Regions from separate parts of the Mus musculus genome. Here region 2 is linked to region 1. The links are chromatin contacts, called in public promoter capture Hi-C maps. All regions are on one chromosome and are shown on one strand. Each heading gives the region's core, a stretch centred on a gene start, on an enhancer-like site or on the middle of the called end of the contact. The rest is flanking DNA. Distances are from core to core; before and after follow the strand shown.

What was found. Capture Hi-C pulls out chosen DNA fragments and counts their contacts.
Region 2: a promoter capture Hi-C map of liver shows a contact between it and region 1. The contact joins the promoter of Tns1 here to the promoter of Catip in region 1. A contact is called at or near these places in 8 of 39 promoter capture datasets (the 3T3-L1 cell line, the HPC-7 cell line, embryonic stem cells and 4 more), 2 of 484 Hi-C or Micro-C datasets (CD4 T cells and embryonic fibroblasts) and 2 of 9 other capture datasets (liver and pancreatic islet).

What each region holds. Positions count from the first base shown.
Region 1 is chr1:74,360,362-74,364,796 of GRCm38.p6, forward strand. Catip (ciliogenesis associated TTC17 interacting protein) reads left to right here and starts at 1,774. Exons shown (of 10, transcript NM_001379457.1): 1 at 1,774-1,825; 2 at 2,006-2,161; 3 at 2,389-2,586; 4 at 2,891-2,946; 5 at 3,956-4,042; 6 at 4,188-4,355. The coding sequence starts at 1,801.
Region 2 is chr1:74,121,974-74,126,408 of GRCm38.p6, forward strand. It overlaps Tns1 (tensin 1), which reads right to left and starts at 2,575. Exons shown (of 33, transcript NM_001289895.2): 1 at 2,319-2,575. The coding sequence starts at 2,474. It overlaps Rufy4 (RUN and FYVE domain containing 4), which reads left to right and starts at 3,568. Exons shown (of 12, transcript NM_001170641.1): 1 at 3,568-3,641.

The sequences.
Region 1 (4,435 bases), core at 524-3,023:
GTTTTTGAGACAGAGTCGCATTGCAACCCACTGGCCTCAAACTCAATACGTAGCTGAGGATGACCTGGGCTTCTGATTTTCCTGCCCAGCCCTCCCAAGTGCTAGAATCACAACCCAGCACCATCCTATCCAGCTGCTGCCTGAATGCAGACTCAGTCTGACTGCCTCTGGTCAAGTCTTGGCTGTGAAGGATTAGCTGTGTGACGAGTGAAGCCAGTTAGCCTCTCTTTGCCTTAGTTTTCTTCTCCATAAAACCCACATATTACCTCCATATGAGGTCATAGCCTACATCAGCCAAGCATGGTAGTGCACACCTGTGATCCCAAAACTCGGAAGGCAGGGGCAGAATAACTATCTCTAGGACAGCCTGAGCCACATAGTAAGCCCTAGGCTCGATTCCCCCAGTGCCTCATAACCTGGGAATGGTGGCACACGCCTGCCTGTAATTGTAGGACTCAGGAGAAAGAGACAGGAAGGTCAGAAATTTAAGGTCATTCTCTGCTTCATTAAGTTTGAAGTCAGCCTGGGATATATAAGACCCTGTCTCAAAACAACAAAACAAGGGGCTGGAGAGATGGCTCAGTGGTTAAGAGCACTGACTGCTCTTCCGAAGGACCTGAGTTCAAATCCCAGCAACCACATGGTGGCTCACAACCATCCATAATGAAATCTGACGCCCTCTTCTGGTGCATTTGAAGACAGCTACAGTGTACTTAGATATAATAATAAATCTTTAAAAACAAAGAAAGTTCCCAGCACTTGGGAGGCAGAGGCAGGAGGATTTCTGAGTTCGAGGCCAGCCTGGTCTACAGAGTGAGTTCCAGGACAGCCAGGGCTACACAGAGAAACCCTGTCTTGAAAAAATCAAAAAGAAAAAAGAAAAACCAAAAAGGAAAACAAAAAAGACAAAAGAGAAAAGACTTTGCTGTCCCTCTCAGCGTGACCATCATTATGCCTACATGCCTCAATGATGACAGTCCCAGTAAGATGAGGAGGCATCCAAGCTCATAGGTGAGTCACAGAGGCCCCTCTGAAAGTTGCAGCTTGCAGAAAAGAAGATGAACAGCCTTGGTGAACCTGGGAATTAGAAACAGTTTCTACTGAGTGCGAAGGCTTTCCCACCATCGTAAAGGCAATGAATGGGAACCTGAGGCTCAGGAGATAGGAGACTGTTTTTATTGGGACTGTAGCACACAAAGACAGTTGTCCAACCTTGAAGTGGATTCTGTGTGTGAGCCTAGGTCCGGCCCAGGAGTCATGAGTGCCCGGTTTATGGGCACAAGTCACTACTTCTGGTTTAGTCTACTACTTCTTTGTATTATTATTATTATTATTATTATTATTATTATTATTATTATTATTATTATTATTATTATATTTTATATATTTGGGTGTTTTGTTGGATGTTTGTGTGTGTGCCATGTATGTCTCTGGTATCCATGGAGTCCAGAAGTGGGTGTTGGATCCTACAGAACTAGAGACAGTTGTGAGCCATCTTGTGAGTGCTGGGATTCAAACCCAGGCCCTCTGGAAAAGCAGCCACTGCTTTCAACCGCTGAGCCACCTCTCTAGCCCCCTTCGTCCATGAATTCCCAAGGAAGTTGTAAAGACCTGCTTTCCCTCAGCCTCTTAAGAATGTCAAAGGCTCCCTCTGCTGGACAACCTCTTAAGCTTGGGCTGAGCCCCAAAGCTTGACAAATCTAGGTTCAGTAAAGTGGGTTGATTGCCCTTTAAGAGGCAGTACCTAGCTTTCTGGTTGCCATGGAGACTACTAGTCACAGACTGACTAGCCTCAATAAAATGTCTTCCAAAGTTTCCCCCACTGGTGAGGAATGGACTTCTGGTCTGTGGGTGGAGGGAGAAGGGGTATTTGTCCCTTGCAAACCCACCAAAGTGTGGTCTTCGCAAATTTAACTTTTGGGGATGGGGATCAGAACCAGGTATCCCTACCTACTCTACCCTTTTCTCTAGAGTCTGACTTATTAGCTTTTTCTTCCTCTTGTAGTTTCCAAAGCCAAGGACCAGCATCACTTAGGCCAGCTGCAGCAACAGCAGCAGCAGCGGCAGCAGCAGCAGCCATTCCCAGAAGCCAATGCTGAAGCCATCAGCTTTCTCAACTCCTTCTGTGAGCCAGATGGTGGGGCAGGCGTGGGGAGGAGAGGTACAAGTCTCTCTCTCCACCCGATCCTCTTGAGATTCAGAAAAGACCTGTTTGCTAATGAACATGGAGGGACAAGCCTGTCGGGGAGAGCTTTACCAGCTGGCACCGAGTGATGACAAGGAGGAGTGACGGGGCTGGTTAGGAGATGGGAGACGTGACAAGGGGTGAGTGGGTGGTGTGGGGTCTAGAGGCTGGGCCTGGAGAGACAGCTTCTCTGCACCACCCAGGGCTGGAGGATATGCTCCTGTTCTTCCCGGAGACTCTGGCCATCCTCTCAGACACAGGGGAACCTCAGGGAGAACTGACCATTGAGGTGCAGAGGGGGAAGTACAAGGACGACATAGGGATCCTGACCCACTGTCTACTGGTCCACGCCTCTAGCCGCGGCTTCCTAGACAAATCGCTGTGTGGGAGCTCCCTCCTAGGTACAGCCCTGACTGCTGCCTGTCCCTCACATCTTCTCTCCACGCCCCACCCCCATTCCAATCCATAGGTCCTTAATTGGGACCTGCCCCTTGACTTACCTGGGAGAGGGTAAAGCCTGGGGGAGGGGAAGAAGAGGAAGGGGGAGAGGAGAGGGAGGAGGAGGGGAGGTCATTCCCAGTCACATACCCAGGACAAGAACAGTGTTGACCACCCTGTCATTTTCCCATGGCCACGTTGCCCCAGCCTGGGCCAGCCCGTTCCCTAGCGTCCATCCTATGACATCAGTGCCTCCCTGTACCCCAGGCTACCTAAACAACAATCTGGAGCTGATGGAACAGCACAGTCAGGAGTTCATCAAGGTATTTACTCCCAGCCTCCCCCAGCCTTGCCCCTGCTCCAGGGTAAGCCAGAACATGGGCTTTACGAGGGTGGGAGGGACCTCTGGAGAATATCACACTCCCATATCCCACCAGCCCGAACCTGCACCACACACGGTTGGTTTGATAACCAGTCACCTCCATTACTGCTGCTGATGTTGTCTGGATGCACAAACCGAGCCCAGCCCACTGGCCTCCTCCGGCCTGAAAGCCTGGTCCACTTCCCAGAGCCACGTGACCTGACCTTTCCCAGAGCCTGTCACTATTTAGCCTCCAAATCTGGCTCTATCCTCTTCACCCAGTCCCTTCAGAAACTTCCTCTGTGGGGCCATGCCCTGTCTAAACATGGGAGATGACTTGGGCCTAACAGCCTTCTCAGAGAATCTGTTCCCAGCTTCCAGCCTGTGTTCCGTTCTGAGGTTTACAGCTGTTCATCTTTCCTATTACATACTATGGGCCTATTTCTGACTTCCACCATAAATGGAAGATCTCCTTTCCTCCCTCTCCTCCCCTTCCTTCCTATTTTGAGGCAGTCTCATAACTAGACTGGCCTCAGACATGGTGTGTAGCTGAGGGTGATTTGGAACCCCTGACCCCCCTCCCAAGTGCTGGACCACCACACCAGGCTATGAGGACCACCACACCAGGCTATGAGGCTTTTTGTTCATCTTTTTGTCTGCTTGCCCGCCTGCCTGCCTGTCTTATTTTATCTTTTTTATTTATCAAGACAGGGACTTTTGTCTTATTTTGTTTATAAAAAACTAAGATTGACTGCATTTGCCTATAATCCCAGTGCTTAGGAGGCTGAGGCAGGAGAATTGTTGCAAGTACAAGGCTATCCTGAGCTACATAGGGAGTTCCAGGCCATTCTGAACTATTTTTTTTTCTCTCAGAAAAACAAACCACAGACAAACAGCGTCGAAGATAGGATGGGAGGTAGCCTCTCAAGGGCGAGCACGTGATTGTCTCTCCTGTGTGCTCTGCTCTTCAGTTCCCTGTCCTTCCCATGGAGAGGAAGATGAGCGTCCTGAAGCAGGATGGCCAGTTTGTTGTGACCAGAAGTGTCAAGGAGGGTGAGGTAAGAGTGAAAGCCAAGTGGGAACCCCTCCCACATCCTCAGAACCACAGCAGGGACGAGCTGTGCGAGGTCAGGTGCTTACATAACCAACACCCTGCTCCAACACCTCCTGCCTCTTCTGAGCTCCAAGATCTGCCCCAAACAGGAAACGAAGACCGGAGTCTCTGTTTTCCCCTATAAAACATTCAAGGGCTTTGTCTCCAGTGCAGCCAATGTGGTGCTGCTGAGAGTGATGGCCTGGCAGCAGTCGGTGCCCAGTGGGGCTCGCTTCCTAGCCTTAGACTCGGAGGGCAAGCTCTGCCATTGCACCTACGTGAGTACTGTCTCTGGGCAAAGGAATCAACCTGGGGAGAACTAGAAGGGTCATGAAGGCCACTGAGGTGGGAAACACAG
Region 2 (4,435 bases), core at 1,325-3,824, 240 kb before region 1:
GATGGGCTAGGCAGGAATGGCGGCTGGCACGTGTCTGTGGCAGTAGGAGGGCCCTGGCTGCCAGCCCAGATGCCTGGTAGCTTCTGAGCTGAGTTCCTGGGAGGGTGAGAGCCCAAGAGATGTTTATCCAGAACAAGAACGTGAGTATCACACCTCCTCCAGCAAGGGCTCTGGTGATAGGCAGAGGCTGCTCTTTCCTGGGCTGTATTCGTCTCCTGAGAGTTACCTGTGAATGGGGTCCTAGGTAAGCAAGAGAGCTGCCAGTCCAGCAGCCCCTGCTTGAGCCAGGACCTGGGCATAAGGCTGAGATGGAGCCTTATCCATACAGATAAGGGAGGGAATGAGTCACAGCAAGCTCTCCCAAGAGGCCCCTGGAAAACCAGCTCATCCAAATGCAGACAGACACTTGTCCCTGAATACAAACATCCCTGTCCCTGTCGCTGTCACACAGGGTACATACAAACCCTCCCACTCCTCCTCCCCTGACTCACCCACCTCCAGCGCCCGCCCCTGATTTCCTTCTCAGGTCGCAGCCCCAGTTATTCACCCCTGCCCACTCCCACATGACCAATGGGCATCCCCCCACCATGGCAAGGCTGGCTGCAGAGAGTGTGGGAGGGAGTAAGAGTCCTGAGCCCATAGAGAGACCACAGAAGGGTTGGGGCCATGTCTGAAGAGCAGCAGAATAAAACAGGAAAGTGGATGGTCAGCCTGGAGAGCTCTGCCAAGCAAGAGGTAGGAGCATCAAGGTATGTACAGTGGTGTCTGAGATGCCTCCCAGGGCTCTCTACTCGAATCCCCAACCCCCAGTGAGCAGCTCAGACTTACCCTCAAAGGGATAACCCAGGATCTGAGATAGGGAGAGCTACTGTCTCCTCATCAACCCTGGACATCTTGCAAGGTAGAGGAGTGAGAGGCTCTGAGCTGGGGTGGGGGTTGGAGAGGATATCCTAATGACTTTGGAGGGACAGGAAGCTAAGAGCTCTAGCATGTCACCCCAGTTCTGTGCCCATCACCAGGAACTGGGATACCCAATTCTTACTTCCAGGCTCCCCGAGTCCTCCCCCGGATTATTTCATGAGAATCCAGCTAGGACACCAGCCACTTTGGGACACAGATGACAATTCCGTCCCCAGATCTATCATTCATTGTGACCAGTCACTGTCTACCACCTTGCAGGATAGAGCGTTCCATTTACAAGTTCCCAACCCTGTGCCTCTGCCTGTGGCATATAACCACCAATATGCTCTCATCTGTGCCCTAGTGGTGTAGCCAGTCAAGTGGTGCAGAGGAGAGTCTTGGGCACTTGACGCACTCACAAAAACATGTGCATAAGTACATATTGCCATATCGGCCCGCCTCTGTCCGTATGGAGGTGCCCTGGGATGTGGTTGCAGGATGCACTTGGAGTCAACGCTAACTCTGCTGGCCTCCAGTGGAGAAGGAACTGAAGGGCCCCAGTCTCGCCCAGAACAAAGTCAGCACACCATCCCATGAGACTGCTCCTCCTATCCCGAGAGGGAGACTAGGGTTCTGCAAGGGCTGAACTAGAGATGGCCAGTCCCTGCTGATACAAAACACCATTTTTTTTCCTCTCCAGGAAAATACAGAGCCTATGCAAAGCCCGGGGTGTCCAGCCAGCCTGCTTCCCTGGTCATCACTATTTTTGCTCCTGGTCACTTTTCAGCATCCAGGTTCCAAGACTCACCGAGAAAAGAATAGGAGGGAGGAGAAAGGGGGACTCTACTGGACCCACCCACCTCCTCAGATCCTACTGTGGGCCCTGCTGGCTCTGACAGCCCCGTTCCTCCTGGTAGAAAACACCAAGACAGCCACCATTCTGCCCCCCCCCCCCCCACTCCAAGCTAAGAGGATATTAACCTTTCTCTCCTCACCCCAGCACCCTTGGGTGGTTCCAAATTCTCACTAATAGCCTGCTGCCTCCCTCTCTCTGCCTCTTGCTTTTTCCTCTTTCTTCTTGCTTGTTTTGGGTTTTTTGTCTTACTAGTTTTGGTGTTTGGGAGAGTTTGAGTTGGGGGATTTGGTTGGTTTTAGTTTGTTGGAGAAACGATCTCACTATGCTGGCCTTGGCTTAGAACCTCCCTGCTTCAATTTCTCTAGCAGTGGATCACAGACCTGGCACCAACGTCTCACAGGTATTTGCCCTTCAAGGACACCAGAGGCCCAGGTGTGACCTCCACAGAACTGACTGCAGGGCCCTCCCACTCTCCTACCTACACCTTCCCAGACTCCTTACTGTCCCAGATGGACCGGGCTCTGCCGTGCCCGCTGCCCGCATCCGGCCCACAGCTCCCTACCTGAAGCAGCAGCCGCCTCCTCGGGTCGGGCGCCGCACCCCCGGGCTCACAGCGCTCGGGCCGCGCGGGGCCCGGCGGAGTCCCGGGGGGCTGCGGGCCGCAGGAGGGCAGAGGCTCGAGCGCCTCGCAGCACACCAGGCTCACGGTGCAGCCCATCCGGCCCGGGACCCGGCGGGCCCGGGGCGGGGACGCGGACTACCCGCGAGCCGGCCCGCCCCCCAGCCCCAGCGACCTCTCGGCCCCAGGCGTCTGCGACGTGGGGAAGAAGGGCGACGCCCCCGGCCCGCCCCGTCGGAGTCCGCCTCCGCCTCCGCCACCGCTCTGCCAGGCAGTGGGAGTGCGGGGCCTGGCGAGGGGCGGCGACACGGACGCTGGAGGCAGAAGGCGGGGAGGGGACCCGAGGGCGCGGGAAGGCGGGAGGGGCGGCGGCGGGATCCCCGGGACAGGCTGAACTGGGAACGCAAGAGAGCGACGCCGTGACTAGTGAGCGACTGAGAGACTGACACCAGAGAAGGGATCTGAAGGGACAGAGACGGTGGCATGGAGGACGAGGGGAGCGCCGGGGTTAGATCTGGCTCTGCACCGGGCAGAAGGGCGGGACATGGAGCAGAGAACAGCACGTTTGGGGATCGCTCTGAGCCCTACTTACAAGTAGTTCCTCGAGCTCGTAAAAGTAGTTCTAGAAGTCCCTAACCCTTGGTTTTAAGTGACATGCCAGCCTGGCCTAGAAAAAGGATGACCCCAGCACCAGGAAGTTGAACGAGAGCAGCGGGAAAGACCACCCTACACCGAGCAGCCCACCTGGCGTTTCCATCCCCGGGAAGTGGGTACCAGGGCTGGAAGGAAGGCACCCCAACACTGACTGGGATCCCGCAGCTGGCTGGGGTAAGAGGAGGGAGAAAGACACTTGGTGGCCGTTTGCCCCTTCTCCCCACCTGTGTCACTTTCAGTCCAGTGACAGAAGAGACAACTCGAGAAAAGGAGCCCACTAGCGCTTCTGTCAGCCCCTTTCCGCCATCTACTGGCAACAAGACAGAAAGACAGGAGCAGGTGCCCGGGAAAGGAAGCCCCTGCCGGTGTTGTGTTTTGCCACCAACTGGCCTCATGCCAGATGACTTTGAGGAAGCCACCCATTCTGCCTCAGTGCCCTGATCTTTCTCTACCACTTCTCCCTGGCCAGGGTTGGTCCAGCCCCCTTCAGGCTGGGCTGAGTCACTCCCCAGGCAGGAGAGCTGGAAAAGACTGTGCAGAGCCCACAGTCACAAGGGACATACTCAGGCTACAGAATCCTGCCCACATCCCAAACAGACAAGCTTTTCTCAGGTGAGCACGGGAGTCCCTGGGCTTGGGGATTAGGTAGAGAGACCCTAGAAAAGGTCTGTAGAGAACTTCTTTTTTGTTTGTTTTTTGTTTTTTGTTTTTTTGAGACAGGGTTTCTCTGTATAGCCCTGGCTGTCCTGGAGCTTACTTTGTAGCCCAGGCTGGCCTCGAACTCAGAAATCCGCCTGCCTCTGCCTCTCCAGTGCTGGGATTAAAGGCGTGCGCCACCACGCCCAGCTTGTAGAGAACTTCTGTCTAACCCTTGGTGTACAGGTCAGGAAAGTGGAGCCTAAGAAAGGGTGACCAGTCCAGGACGGGACCTTTATCTTCTGACTCCCGATCCTGGGCCCCATGCACTGCTGTCCTAGCCTTTCTTTTCTTCTTTTCCCTTTCTTCCCCCCATGATCCACTGCTACAGGATCATGCCAGAGCTACCCTGCCCACAAACTCCAGCACTCCTGCCTGGGAAGCTGGACACCTGGCCTGGCTTTTGATGCCAGGATCTCAGCCTAAGCTCATTCAACATCCTTCAAGGGCAACAGTATCCCTCTCTGAGCCCCAGGACCCTTGAGAGACAGAAGTAGAGTTCTACGAGAGAGGGTGGTGGGATTCAAACCAGGCACCCTGCTCCCCACACCGAACATTGGTTCAGTCCCAATGTTGCACCCTCTGTCTACTTCTGCATGCTTTCCCAGAGAACATACATTTTCCACTCAGCTGGGGCCCTGGAAAGGATGAATGTGGGTCCCAAGGCAATGACACTCTGCTGAGGCTCAGGGGCTAGTCCGGGGGAAAGG